2 separate regions of the Sus scrofa genome follow, and region 2 is linked to region 1. Evidence: chromatin contacts called from public Hi-C data. All regions are on one chromosome and are shown on one strand. Each heading gives the region's core, a stretch centred on a gene start, on an enhancer-like site or on the middle of the called end of the contact. The rest is flanking DNA. Distances are from core to core; before and after follow the strand shown.

Region 1 (6,406 bases), core at 1,070-3,569:
ATCACACAGGCTTCTCTCTGGGCAGCTCTGCCAGTGCTCGGCCCTCCTCCAACAGGAGTGTGCTCTTTTGCTCATGAAGTGACACCAAGCTCTCCAAGTTTGGGGAGAGAAAGAGCTAGAGGATGACTCGCCAGTCAGGGAAAGGGTGAGCTGACTTCCCTGTCGGGCTACCTCCTTGCACTGTACTCCCTGCTATGGTATCTAGACCCCACGGGGACACTATTTTTCATATTTCCAACCTAAGCATGGGATCCAAATTCATTTCCTTATCACCTGTTGGCACATTTGAAACAAGGCAGCATTGAGTATTTTTTTACTTTTTCTTTTTTCTAACATTGAGTACTTTTTTGCTTTTTCTTTTTTCTAACATTGAGTACTTTTTTCTATTTTTTTTTAAGGATTTTTATTTTTTCCATCATAGCTGGCTTACAGTGTTCTGTCAATTTTCTACTGTACAGCAAGGTGACCCAGTCACACAGACATGTATACATGCTTTTTCTCACATTATCATGCTCCATCATGAGTGACTAGATATATAGTTTCCAGTGCTATACAACAGGTATTTTTTTTTCTTTTCTAGCCTTGAGTGCTTTTTAAAAAACTTAAAATTAGAATGTTACTATAGATTAGTGAGGCAATAGAAAAAAACCAAGAGACCAAAAAAACCTTTGCAAGACTTCCCATCATGGCTCAGTGGTAACAACCCGACTAGTATCCATGAAGATGCAGGTTTGATCCCTGGCCTCGCTCAGTGGGTTAAGAATCTGGCATTGCCGTGGCTATGGTGTAGGCTGGCAGCTGTAGCTCCTGATTTGATCCCAGCCTGGGAACTTCCATATGCCACAGGTGCGGCCCTAAAAAGACAAAAACAAAAATAAAAACAAACAAAAAAATCCCTAGGCAAGTAGTAAGTCTACCCAGTATAAGTTCCTGACTCAGAATAAATTAAATACATGTACCACGAAACGAATGTACATGCCAGTTTGAACAGCTTTCCACATGGTGAGCTCCTACCACACACCAGGCATTAGTTTGGGTGTCTTACCTTGTTTATCTATCTTCATTCCCTGTAACAACACCGTACAAAGCAGTTGCTGAGAGTTGAAGGCAGGGGTCCTTCAAAGGTAATTAAGAAGCCCTCTCGGGACAGCAGCGTTGTAAGAACGACAAGGGTATAAAATGTAGACTTCCAGATCCTAACTCGGACATCTGAATTAGAAAGACTACGTTTGTAAAACTTGGGGATTTCTGTTTTTGGCATTTCCCTCAAGGGATGCTGGTATAGATGGCCCTTCCATCATACCTTGAGAAACAGCAGCCCAGAGTCTCGAATTCACCATCTGCCCAGACCATGGGACTTGAGCCATATGCTTCAGACCCAACAAAGAGCTCCCAGCTGAGAGCTGCCCCCTCTGCAATAGCACAGGGGCCATTTGCATATGCTGTGTCCTAATGGAAAGACGGTACTGTGGAGGCATTATTTTGGAGAGAGGTGTCATGTGTCTTAGGACTTTTCATCTCTTCAATTAGACAACGTCGATAATTTGTTTAGAACACAAGGGAACCAGGATGTAAAATGCAAATTAGAAAAATGAAATCTGGCTTCACTGTAGGAGGCATAACCTCTACTCACCCACCTGTGAAAGGGCGCCATTAACAGACAACAAACCAACTGACGACACAATATTTAGAAAGATCAGAACACAGCAATTGTTTCAAGCTATGCACATGACATCCAATACACTCCAGCCATCAGGAAAGAAGTCCTACACTTCACTGAAATGTCTTCAACCAAGAGAGGTGACAAGGACAGAAAATCCCAATTGAGCTCTAAAAAAAAATGAGAAACACTTCACATCTGACTTGCTCCTGTGGTTAAGGCTAGAACAGCCTGTTGCTGCTTCACAGATAAATAAAGTGAATCTCTGAGCGGTGAGGTGACTTGCTCTTGGGAAAGGATTAACAAAACCTTTTCCCCTTCTGCATGGGAATCTGACCTTGAGTTAACCTTCTATCTCTGTTCCCCTGGAAACTTGATAAAGGGAGAATGTCAACTGTTACTAAGCAACACTACTCCTGATAAAAATGACCCGGGATAGTTCTACCACATCTGGATTGGCCAGAGCTGTAAATGAAGTATTAACACCTGCTTGGGGCCGATCCTCATTTGGGGCTCCTGTGAGTTGCTGTGACTCTCCAGATCAGGCTCGAGCCTAGTGGGGACCACAGAGGTTATGCATACGGAGCTGTTATGAGAGATGCTGGCTTCCTTTTAAGCCAGAGAGACCCCTGCACCTGCCCTGTGTGTGTCGTTCCCTCATACCTGAGCTGTCACCTGAGGTGGGAGGCGGGGAGCGACAGCCCCTGAATGCTGCAGGGACGGCCGTCTACACCGCTGTGAGGACCACTCTGATGGAACAGAAGGGCCCACGCTGCCTTGCCGACAACCTGCCACTCCTGTCTGTGTCCCGTGGCCCCTCGGAGTGGAGTGGTGCCAGATGTGGCCAGTGATGTGCTGTGATCTGAGCATGAGCCCTGGTGAGCAGTGCACTTGACCAAAGCCACACTCTGGGAAGGTGACAGGGCCAGAACTCAAACTCAGTTAGCTGCTTTCAAAGTAAAACATTTTCTCTTGAATTGCAGGGCCCAAACCTCTTCTCCTGAGATAACTGTATTCTGGCCCAAGAGACCAGTGTAACTGGTGTAGACACTTGCCAGACAGTCTTCTGCCCTCCAGTGCCATGTGAGGTCCCTACTCTTGGAAGCATCTAATCCATCTTTCCTGCCCACCTCAACAGCTGGTCTCTTGGTTCACACAGTTTCGTTCCTAGATGATCCCCCAGAGACTTCTTTCATTGCAATGATATCCTGGTTCAAACCTCTGGGAAGGATTTTGAAGCCCTCAGACAATTGCAGCGTCTGACGGGAGTCATGCGGATTTCACCACCGATTCCCAAACAGAGGGGACGATCACCCATGAGCACTGACAGCTACCCAAGCACTCCCTCTGGCTGGGCTGACAGCTCTGGAATGGCAGTGGTCCCCTGATGACCAAGGGAGGGTCAGTGGAATGATATTGCTGTAGCTTCCCCTTTAGAGTCCGCCCCTGCCCAACCCCCACCACGGGACATGGGGTTATGAACACAGTGAGTCCAGCAGGTGCCCCTACAGATGGATGCTGGAGCAGAAGAGCGGATGACTCATTCTTTCCCAACTTCCCCTTCCTTTTCTCTCAGTGAAAATCTTGAGATGGAAACTGGGGTGCATGATACCCCCTCTCTGAAGCCCTCCCCAAGTGTCCCTGTTAGGCAGACCTTTCTCCTAACCACGTCGAGCACAGTTCTATAGGACAAGGGACACTACCCCTCCCCCGAGGCTGTCCCCACCCAAGCCTCACTGCCACTACAACCAGCCCAACGCTGGGCACCTGTGGCAACAGAATGAACAAAGGCCGGACACGACACAAAACCGGGGCACCACAACCCCATTCTCTTCTGCATGACTTGGACCATTGAATCAATTCCATCTGGTCTCAACTGTAATGTTAGATCAGCCTCTTGACTAACGGGAGAACACAGCAGCTTCTTCATGCTTACATCTCCCAATCACTAAATCTGATAAAGAACTTGCTTCCCCAACCACAAAGTGACAAGTTTATAGAGATTCTAAACTGATGGCTCTGATGTTACTTAGACATGACATCGTGCTGAAAGCTGTAAAACTCTGTCTCCAGCCACGTCTGGCTCTCCTCCTCTGCCCATGACAGGCAGGCGTGAACTAAGAGGAAGAAAGCGACCCAGAGAAAGAAGACTCGAGGAAGGAACCTGCTCCCGAAAGCACTAATGGAGCTCATGTGAGGCAAGGCCAAACAGCTAGTGAGAACTGAAGGATCCATTCCTACTGCACAGGGGCCCGGGGACAGAGGACTTTTGGCTCCCTTTATAGAAGGGGAAACTGAGGTCTGGAGAAGTTAAGTGTCTTTTTTTCTTTTTCTTTTTGCTTTTTAGGGCCACACCCATGGCATAGGGAAGTTCCCAGGCTAGGGGTCAGATCAGAGCTGTAGCCACTTGCCCACGCCACAGCCACAGCAATGCCAGATCTGAGTGGCATCTGTGACCTACACACAGTTCATGGCAACACCAGATCCCCAACCCACTGAGTGAAGCAGGAGATCAAACCTGCATCCTCATGGATACTAGCTGGGTTAATGACTACTGAGCCACAAAGGGAACTCCCAGGGTAAGTGTCTTAAGGGAGGTCATGCCAGGTGGTAGCATGCTGGACCTCAGACCCGGGTGTTTTGTACTGTGCCAAGGTCACTGGTGGTGACCCTCAGCAAGGTGTCAATAACGTGGTCCATTTGGAGCACATGATCTTGTTATTTCAGCTTCCTAAGTGAATCTGCTTCATTTCTAAAACAGTATCTTTTGCCCAAGAGAAAGAAAATACAAGTGTCAAGTGTGGACAGAGACTAGCCCTCTCATACACGGTGGAGGGGAATTATAAACAGGGATAATCTTTGGGGAGCAAAATTGGGCACTGTTATAACAACATAAAAAAATGCTAGGATCGAACAAAAAACAAAACAAAACAACTGTAAGATGTGCACACATCCTTCAATACAGCAACTGCACTGAAATGGTTGCCTACATGCAACAAAGCTACAGATGTTAACCTCAGTGCTATTTATAATCAAAAAATTAGAGGCAACTTAAATGAAAGTGGTTAAAAATATTAAGGTAAATTCCGGAGTTCTGGTTGTAGGTCAGTGGTAATGAACCCAACTGGTATCCATGAGGATGCGAGTTCAATCCCTGGCCCCACTCAGGGCAGTAGGTTAATGATCCAGTGTTCCTATGGCTGTGGTGTAGGCCAGCAACTATAGCTCCAATTCGACCCCTAGCCTGGGAAACTCCATATGCCACAGGTGCAGCCCTAAAAAGACCATACACACACACACACACACACACGTAAATTCATTCCATGGAATACTATGCAACTCTTTTTTCGGGGGGGGGCACACCCGCAGCATATGGCGGTCACCAGGCTAGGGGTTGAATCACAGCTGCAGCCACAGGCCTGTACCACAGCCACAGCAACACCAGATCCGAGCCGTGTTTGTGACCTACACCATAGCTCACGATAATGCCAGATCCTTAACCCACTGAGTGAGCCCAGGGATCAAACCCACATCCTCATGGACACTAGTCAGGTTTGTTATTGCTGAGCCACAACGGGAACTCTTTTATGAAGAGAGAATGGAGGACCTATAAAAAAAGGCTGTCCATGATTTGTTGATTTTGTTTATAAGACTTAAAATGTCATATACATGTGAGAGAGTGTGTGTATATGTGTAAGGCTCTTCTAAAAATTAAATTCTTACTAATAAGGCACTTCGGATAATTAATGGCAAAAAGTAAACACTACTCCTTTTCAAACTGTGGCAATATATGCATAAAAATATAGAAGAATGTAAACTAAGTAGTAAACAGTGGCTTTATCTGGGAGGTGGGATTCAATAGGGTTCTTTTCCTTTTAATGCATTTGTGTTGTCTTAACATTTCTATATAATGAATTTTGTAGTGAAACTAGAGGAAAGATGTCCATAAAATGAAGAAAGCCCTGTCATTCAAAAAGTACATCCTCCAAATGCAGAGAATGCAGTCGAGGAATACCAAACATGCCAAATTTGTAGGATGGACTATTAAATACTTTAGAAATGTATTAGATTTCTGGAAGCATTAACCTAGTCAAGGGATGTAAGTGAGGGAACAGAAGGAAGAAAAAACAGAGAATGTCACGAATGTTGAAAACGACAGCTATTTCCTCTCCCCTGAAAATCTCTGACTCTGGCCTGGAGCCCTAGAGGCACTTGGAGCCAGCAGAGGGAATGAAGGACCCTGGGCTTCCCGGCCACCCCACATTCCACAGGCCAGGCCTCTGCCTGATGGTTGCCCCCAAGAGTGGGAAGCCAAAGGCAGACCTAGACCATGATGGTGAGAATGATCCCACACACAACTAAGCAGGTTTTGCTAAAGGTTGAGGATGTACAGGCTTTCTTCCAAACCTGCAAAACGTGAAACCTGAATCTGCAGAAAAACTAATAGGTCATGTTGTCGTCCAGGACATTTCTGCGTTTTGTGTATTTGCTATGGACTCATGGGACGAGCTAAGGAATTGTGAGTCCTCCATTTTTTTTTCAATATGAAGGACCACCTGTTACTCTTCTGCTTTCTTACATCTCAGGTGACAGATCTGGATGATCAGAATTAAATTCCGTGAGGATGACAAAAGGGGACTCGCTTCTTTGGACATGATTTTAAGAGGCATGTTTAGTATTTGCCCACAAAGTATAAGGTGCTCTGGGGTTTTTGAAAAGCTGCCTGTTACCATTTCTGTTCATTCG
Region 2 (7,061 bases), core at 4,202-6,701, 180 kb after region 1:
TATAATGCCCCCAACCACAGCGCATCCCATGAATCCCTGAACCAAGCATTTTACCCACGTCATTACATTAACTACTCAGAGTAACATTCATTCATTGAATCGGTGGTTCTCCAGCACTGACTCTGTACCTGGGACCATGTTCGGTGCACGGGATAAGATGGACAACAAGGCCAACACAGCTCTTGTCCCCAAGGGAGTTCAGGGTGTAAGTGTTCTTACACCCAGGTTACAGGTGAGGAGACTGAGACTCTGGGAAAACTAAGTAGTGGGCATGAGCAGAGGCCACGGCTGGCGTAGCTGAACTCCACAGCCCTTGGTTACCTCATCTGCAAAATGCAGGTAAAAAGATCTGCCTCATAGTCACGGGGGCAGATGCGAAGCCCCCAGGACCCACGTGGGCATCTGGAAGGGCCTCGGAACATGTTGGAAGCATATGCGACTTGGAGGCGATTTCCTTTGCAGGAAATTCAATCCCCCTGGCTCCACCACTGCACTGGTCAGCCCTGCCCGAGGCCCCAGCACACATCAGAACTTCCCACAAAGCCTCCAGAAGGTCTCATGACATGCCCAGCACAGCCCACAAATGCCGCGCTCAATTGCCCCCATGTTTGGGTTTCCCAGGCTACGCTTGATCCTCCTGCCACTCGGTCAGTGTGGGGCCCTGTGCAGGGGGCCTGGCATCCCGGCTGAGTTATCCAGGCCCTTCCAGGCCTCTCCCTGGGCACAGAGTTCTCGATTTCCAGATGGGATCACTTGTCAGGAGAGAAAGTGACACTGACTATTCCCTAGAAGGGAAATAACTGCTGAGGCAAAGTACTCCGGCTCAACTTGATTTTTAGTTCTTAAAAAAACCCAACAACCTGAAACCAGATGACTATCACTGACTTCACTGACGGGAGGGAGAGGCAAAAGGGGGCCGGGAATGGGGCAAAAGTTGATTAGCCTTCTCCCCAAGGCAGCTTGGACACTGGGTGGTCTGAGCGTGGATGGTCAACCCTTGTCCCAGGTTCTGTCCACTCCTGGTTATCCAGCGAGCTTGCTTTATGCAGCCCTTTCTGACTGTCCTCCTGTCTGAGAGCGGCATGGTGTGATGGAAGGTGATGCATCTGAGTCCTCCATCTGTGCTGTGTGACTTCAAATAACTAAATCAACTTGTCTGAGCCGCAAGTGTCACAAATAGAAACTGGGTATAATTACTCCTACCCCAAAGTATTATTGGCAGGTAAAATAATAGGCGTGGTGACATAGCAAGTATTCAGTTAAAGCTAGACAATAATGATAATCATCATTACACCTTTTTTTAAGAGAGGAGGGTCATGATGAGAGCCTTGCTTTATCACATGTAGTCTTGTGACTCCTCTCAGTTAGAATGGGGAACATTCTAAGAGTTCCCATCATGGCGCAGCAGAAATGAACCCAACTAGGGACCATGAGGTTTGGGGTTCGACCCCTGGCCTCAATCAGTGGGTTAGATCTGGCATTGCCATGAGCTGTGGTGTAGGTCACAGATGTGGCTTGGATCTGGCATTGCTGTGGCTGTGGTGCAGGCCAGCAGCTGTAGCTCCGAATGGACCCCTAGTCTGGGAACCTCCATATACTGTGGGTATGGCCCTAAAAAAAAAAAAAAAAAAGAATGGGGAGCATTCTAGAAGGTGGATGTGACAGACACCATGGATAGGGTGAAGAGAGGGGAATGGGAGCAGGATTCCTAGAAGAGAAATGGAGGGGGCATTCGGCGGAGGGGTTAGATGAATGAAAAGAATGTGGAACTGAGATAAAATTAAAAAAAAATGAAAAAAATTCGTTTCTAATTTTGCCATCCACAACTGCTTATTAAACCTACCTTCTTTTGATGAACCCACCTCTCATGCCTTTCCAGCATTCTCCTAGTTAATGACAGTAAACACACTCCATAAATAAAAAGTGCTGTAGCGAGATAATGAACACTGAGCCATCTAATTCTGAATCCTTCTAATCATGCTCTACTTACATGAAAATGAGATCTCAGGCATGTGTGACAATCAATTTTACTCTAGTTTAAAAAACACACACTCACAAACCGAAGTCAGTTATTCAGGGATAGATCCGGGAAGCACTTGGCTTCCATATGTCACCCAAATATGTGGGGCTCCACTGGCGCGCCTGTCAGGATGTGGCGCTGTCACTGCCTTGTCTGCGGTAAAGTCACACTCTTGACTATGTTCAAAGAAAAAAGATGTATTGTGATATCTGAGTTGAACCGGGTCAGCAGAGCTGGCCTTGCAGGAGGGCGTGAAGGAGGCCAGTGTGGCTGACTCTATGACGCTGTTTCTTACTAGCCATGTGTTTTGGATAATTCACTTCCCTTTCTTCTGTATCAGTGTCTCGATTTCTTCATCTGTAAAATGGGCATCATATTTTAATTTCACGTTTGTGAAAACACTTTGGAAACTGCAGGTTTCTGCTCCTGTTCACAACTGCCCAAACGTGGCCCACTGCTTTCTGTGCTGGTCAGCTATACCTAAACAGCCTGAATTTCATATCTTTCCACTGTCAAAAAGCCGCACAGTCAGAGAGGATGACAACAAGTAGGGAAGCAGGTGCATGGAAGGTTCATCTGGGGGCCAACTTTCCTATTAGGCGCAGGGTTTAGGGTCCACCATATTTGAAGGGGCCCATGGAAACAGTTTATTTTTTTTGTAATCAGAAGGAAAAAATAAATACAATCCAGCCAGGATTATATATTGTTTTATACCAATGCAGTCATACAATATACTTTTGAATATCTTTGTTTTGATGGAGGAAAGGCTCCATAAAGGCAAAAATGCTGAGGGCCCATCAAGGTCATAATACAGCCTTGACTCAGCCCATTGCTAATGAGTGCAAATGTTACCCTTCCCAGAGCCCAGATTTGCTCCTCTGGGATGGATGTCTGTTCCTCCACACTGGAGTCTCCCAGAGACAATGCCCAGGCCAAGGAACGAATGGGAATTCCCGACACCATGGCTGGATGGAAGGGGAGATTCCTGAGCGGGCAGGGGGAGCGGTTCCTGGGACCTCTGGAGTCAGGCGTTTGAAGCTGCTGTCCGACCTGACCATGGTACTCATTTTCCAAGTGGAAATACTTTCTACTCCCACTGTTGGTGGGCGTATAACCTGGTCCAAATGTTCTGGTGAGCTGTTTGGCAGCATTCAGCAAAATCTAAACAGTATGCACTCTGACCCAGCAATTCTGCTTTCAGGAATCCATCGTACAGTCCTTCCAGGGCAATTGTGTCAAGATAAAGGTATAAAGAGCACGTTGTTCATGATGGTTACAAAAGAAAAAAAAAAAAAAAAAAAACCGGAACAAGCCAAAATGTGCATCAGAAGGGCAAGAGCCAATAAACTGTGTAGGGCCAATAGGCATACAATAGGCTGCAATAAAGCAGTAAAAGCGAGGGCTTTTGATCTCTTGTGTCAAGAGACCATGAAGAGTGAAAGACCTCTATAAGATGGGGTGTAGGGAGAGATCCCAACTGGGGGAGGAAAGAAGAGATGTACTTGAATACATTTGCTTTTGTATAAAAATTTCTGGAATGCTGCACAAGAAACCATTCGTAGAGCTGATTGCTCGGCAGGTGGGAATGAAGTTGGCCAAAGGGCAAGGCCTTGCCAGGGCGAAGCTGGCAGAGGAGCATTTCACTGAGTGTCTAAAGCATGCCCCTGGGTCCTCCTGCTCTGCTCAGTGAAGACTGGGCATCTAGGATGGGCCTTCCTTCCAGGTTTCTTCCTGGAAGGTCTTATCCTCTGCGACTCTATACAGACAAGGAGGCTGAAAGTTTGGGCTCAAGTCCAAGGTCCCACACATCTCTAGGTGAGTGGCACCTTCTATAAGGCTCAGTTTCTCCATCTGTGCTGTAGAAGCAATTGCCCTCCCCCCCCAAAGGGCTTCTCTGAGAAAGAAAGGTGACAAACTCTGGGAGGACATTCAGTACCATGTCTGGGACACACAGAGGTACTCGTAAAACAACTTCATTCACTGGAGGGGAAGTGGGTGCTATGGGTAGGAGAGCACATCACAGCCTAAAGGGACCCTTAGGACCTGGGGATGGAGATGGCCCTGGCCTGACCCAAATCTTCCACTGCTGGTGGGGCCGACAGACACTGCAGTCTCCTTGCACTGAACCAGTCCAGCTGCTGCTATAGCATGACAATGAGAAGCCGCTGGGGGTAACCACCTGACACATCCCATTGGCCCTTTGTCCCTCAACAGAAAGGGGTGGGTGAACACTTTGTGTCCTGGTCCAGATACCATCACATTCCTGGGACAGGAGAAACAACAGCTTGGGGCTGAAGCCAGCCACTCTCTGTGGCCTTATTTGGAACGCTATGTCTTGTCCCTCATTCAGATCCCAAATTTTGTCCTTGGGGGGAACCCAGACACAAGCTCTCATGGCCAGAACTGAGAGTTGCAAGCACCAGGCATTGTTCACCTGAAACGGCTTTTGGGTAGAGACTCACAGGAGGAAGAAGGGCCTGGAACACACAGCTGGGATGGAAGACCCCTTGTGCTTCACCCACCATGAAGGTATCCCGGGCCAGCAAAGAGGAAGACCCACACCTAGTCCTGCTCCTATCTCCCTGCTGGGCTTGTGGGGTCTGTGATCCCTTCCAACAAGGTTAGGGGCAATGTGAGGCCAGTCTCCCAATTCACAAGTTCCAAACCACTGACCTCTCTTTGCTGCTGCAACCTTGCAGCCACCGCCTCTCCCACTGGTAGAATCCTATGCAGTTTATAAAGCCATGGTAGCCTCACAACAGCTGTATGAGTAGGTGTGGAGGATTTTCATTACATTTTAGGTATGACACAGACTCAAAGAAATTCAGTCATTTTTCTGGAATCCCCATTAAGGGAGTGGAATTTGAACCAAGGCTGTAAGACTCCTCTCACTGTGTTCTTTCTCCTAAGTGTCACTTGTTTCCCCTCTGGATCTCAGTTTTGCCCTGTGTAGTGTGGACGGGTTGAATTGGATCCTCATTCCCCAGGATGTGATAAGCTCTATCATCTACAATTCTGTGGAAGCCTCCTTGCATGCATTGCTGCAAATCACCACCAGATGGCAATAGTGGCCACATCTTTCCAGGGGAGTGGATGGGAACGTGGGCTTGTGTGTGCCTATACCTGAATTTGTCTGGACCAGGGCAGGGGTGGCTTCGTGATTTCCTGCCTGTCTGGGCACCAGGACCAAAAGATCACTACTCCATTTATCTAGCGACATGCAGGGCTGATAGCAGGCAGGCCTCAGTGGAGGGAACCAGCTTCTATAACCTTCCTGGCACCAGTGCCCAGACTATCCACATAGGCACAGAGCAAAGCAAGGACGCATCAACTGTTAGCGGCCAGATCCCGCTCCCAGCATCTGCTGTGAAGGGCAGCACACAGTCCATGAGCCCTTGCTGCAAATCACACCCACATCCTTGCCAGTCCTGGACCTAGGCAAGACCACGTGTACAATTCATTCTGAGTGCAAAGTGGCTGTTTATTGGGCACCAACTATGTGCCAGACCCTGTGTGAAATGCCTCGCACTCTCCTCCTTCAATTCTCACAATAAGCCTATGAGGGCAGGAACTATTGTCCCCCATGTTTTCCAGATGAAGAAAATGAGGTTAAAAGAGCTTAAGTAACTTGCCCAAAGTCACTAGAGATAGTTACCAGTAATCCAGAACCTGACCTAATCCAATGTAACTCCCAAATTTAAGCTCTTCCAAAAGAGTTTGGTTGGACTGGAGGATAAGAGCCTTGGGAGAGGTAAGTGGGAGAAGGTGAACTGCTACAGGGAGGCTGAGGCCATCCAGGAAAGGGCCCTGATTCCGGTCTTTGAAAATGGTGCCACTACACGGTTTATTTATGTATTTACTTACTTATTGGCTTTTTAGGGCTGTACCCACGACATATGGAGGTTCCCAGGCTGGGGTCGAATTGGAGCTGTAGCTGCTGGCTGACACCACAGCCACAACACCACGGGATCCTAGCCACGTCTGTGACATACATCACAGCTCATGGCGATGCCGGGCCCTTAACCCAATGAGCGAGGCCAGGGATTGAACCCTCATCCTCATGGATACTCGTTGGAGTTATTACCACTGAGCCACAACAGGAACTCCTACTAATAGGGTTTTAATCACTCTCTTTTGCCACAGTCTCACATCCTTCCTCCTGGGGCTGCTGGCTGCTACTGGAAGCAGCAGAGGGCAAAGGTTAGGGGTGTGAGCTCTGGGGTCAGACACTTGGGTTTACTAGCTGTGACCTTGAATGTGACCCTGAGCTCTTTGCATCAGTTTCCTACTCTGCAAACGTGATGTTCATGATAGAACAGAAACAGTATCTGGCTCACAGACTTATTATGAGGATCAGAGGAGATGGTATATGTAATGTGTTTTTATTTTATTTTGTTTTATTTTATTTTATTTTATTTTATTTTATTTTATTTTATTTTATTTTATTTTATTTTATTTTGTTTTTGGCCACTCTGTAGCATATGGAGCTCCCGCCAGGGATGAGATCCCAGCTGCAGGTTTTATTTTTGTTTTGTTTCGTTTTGTTTTTTTGACTGTGCCCACAGCATGCCGAAGTTCCTGGGCCAGGGATCGAACCTGGGCCACAGTGGTGACAACGCCAAGTTCTTAACCACTAAGTCACCAGGGAACTCTCCACACCGCAGTTATAACCTACACCACAGCCGAGGCAGTGCTGAATCCTTTAACACACTGTGCAGGGCTGGGGATTGAACCTGTGTCAGCGGTCCCCTTGCACCACAGCAGGAACCCCTTATAATGTGCTTTTAACATGCCCTGGATATACAGTGAGTGCTCAATAAGTGCTTGCTATTATTATGATTGGGCTACGAAAGCAGGTATTGCTGTGGTTTAGTTCTTCTGAAATGACTTTCCTTCTGCATCTTGCCAAACAGCAGTTCACCTCCTTCCCTGATTGTGTCTCCAGGGTTTTCTGACCGCAATGCCCTTGCCCATGAGGGTCCCTCTACTTGGATCGCCACGTACGCAACTTCTTTTTTTTTTTTTTTGGTCTTTTTGCTAT

Evidence for each region. Hi-C and Micro-C count contacts between places; a contact is called where the count stands out from the background.
Region 2: a Hi-C map of embryonic fibroblasts shows a contact between it and region 1, with 3 times the contacts expected there. The contact joins two enhancer-like sites. A contact is called at or near these places in 6 of 47 Hi-C or Micro-C datasets (embryonic fibroblasts, heart right ventricle, mesenteric adipose tissue and 2 more).

Annotation. Positions count from the first base shown.
Region 1 is chr2:39,489,757-39,496,162 of Sscrofa11.1, forward strand. The region is part of intron 7 of NAV2 (neuron navigator 2); the gene reads right to left. Among named protein-coding and RNA genes, the nearest start is that of DBX1, 260 kb to the left of the region's middle. Within about 2 kb of position 2,320, at least 4 of the 83 cell types and tissues checked have an H3K27ac peak or open chromatin away from gene starts, as enhancers often do.
Region 2 is chr2:39,664,635-39,671,695 of Sscrofa11.1, forward strand. The region is part of intron 2 of NAV2 (neuron navigator 2); the gene reads right to left. Among named protein-coding and RNA genes, the nearest start is that of NAV2, 420 kb to the right of the region's middle. Within about 2 kb of position 5,452, at least 3 of the 83 cell types and tissues checked have an H3K27ac peak or open chromatin away from gene starts, as enhancers often do.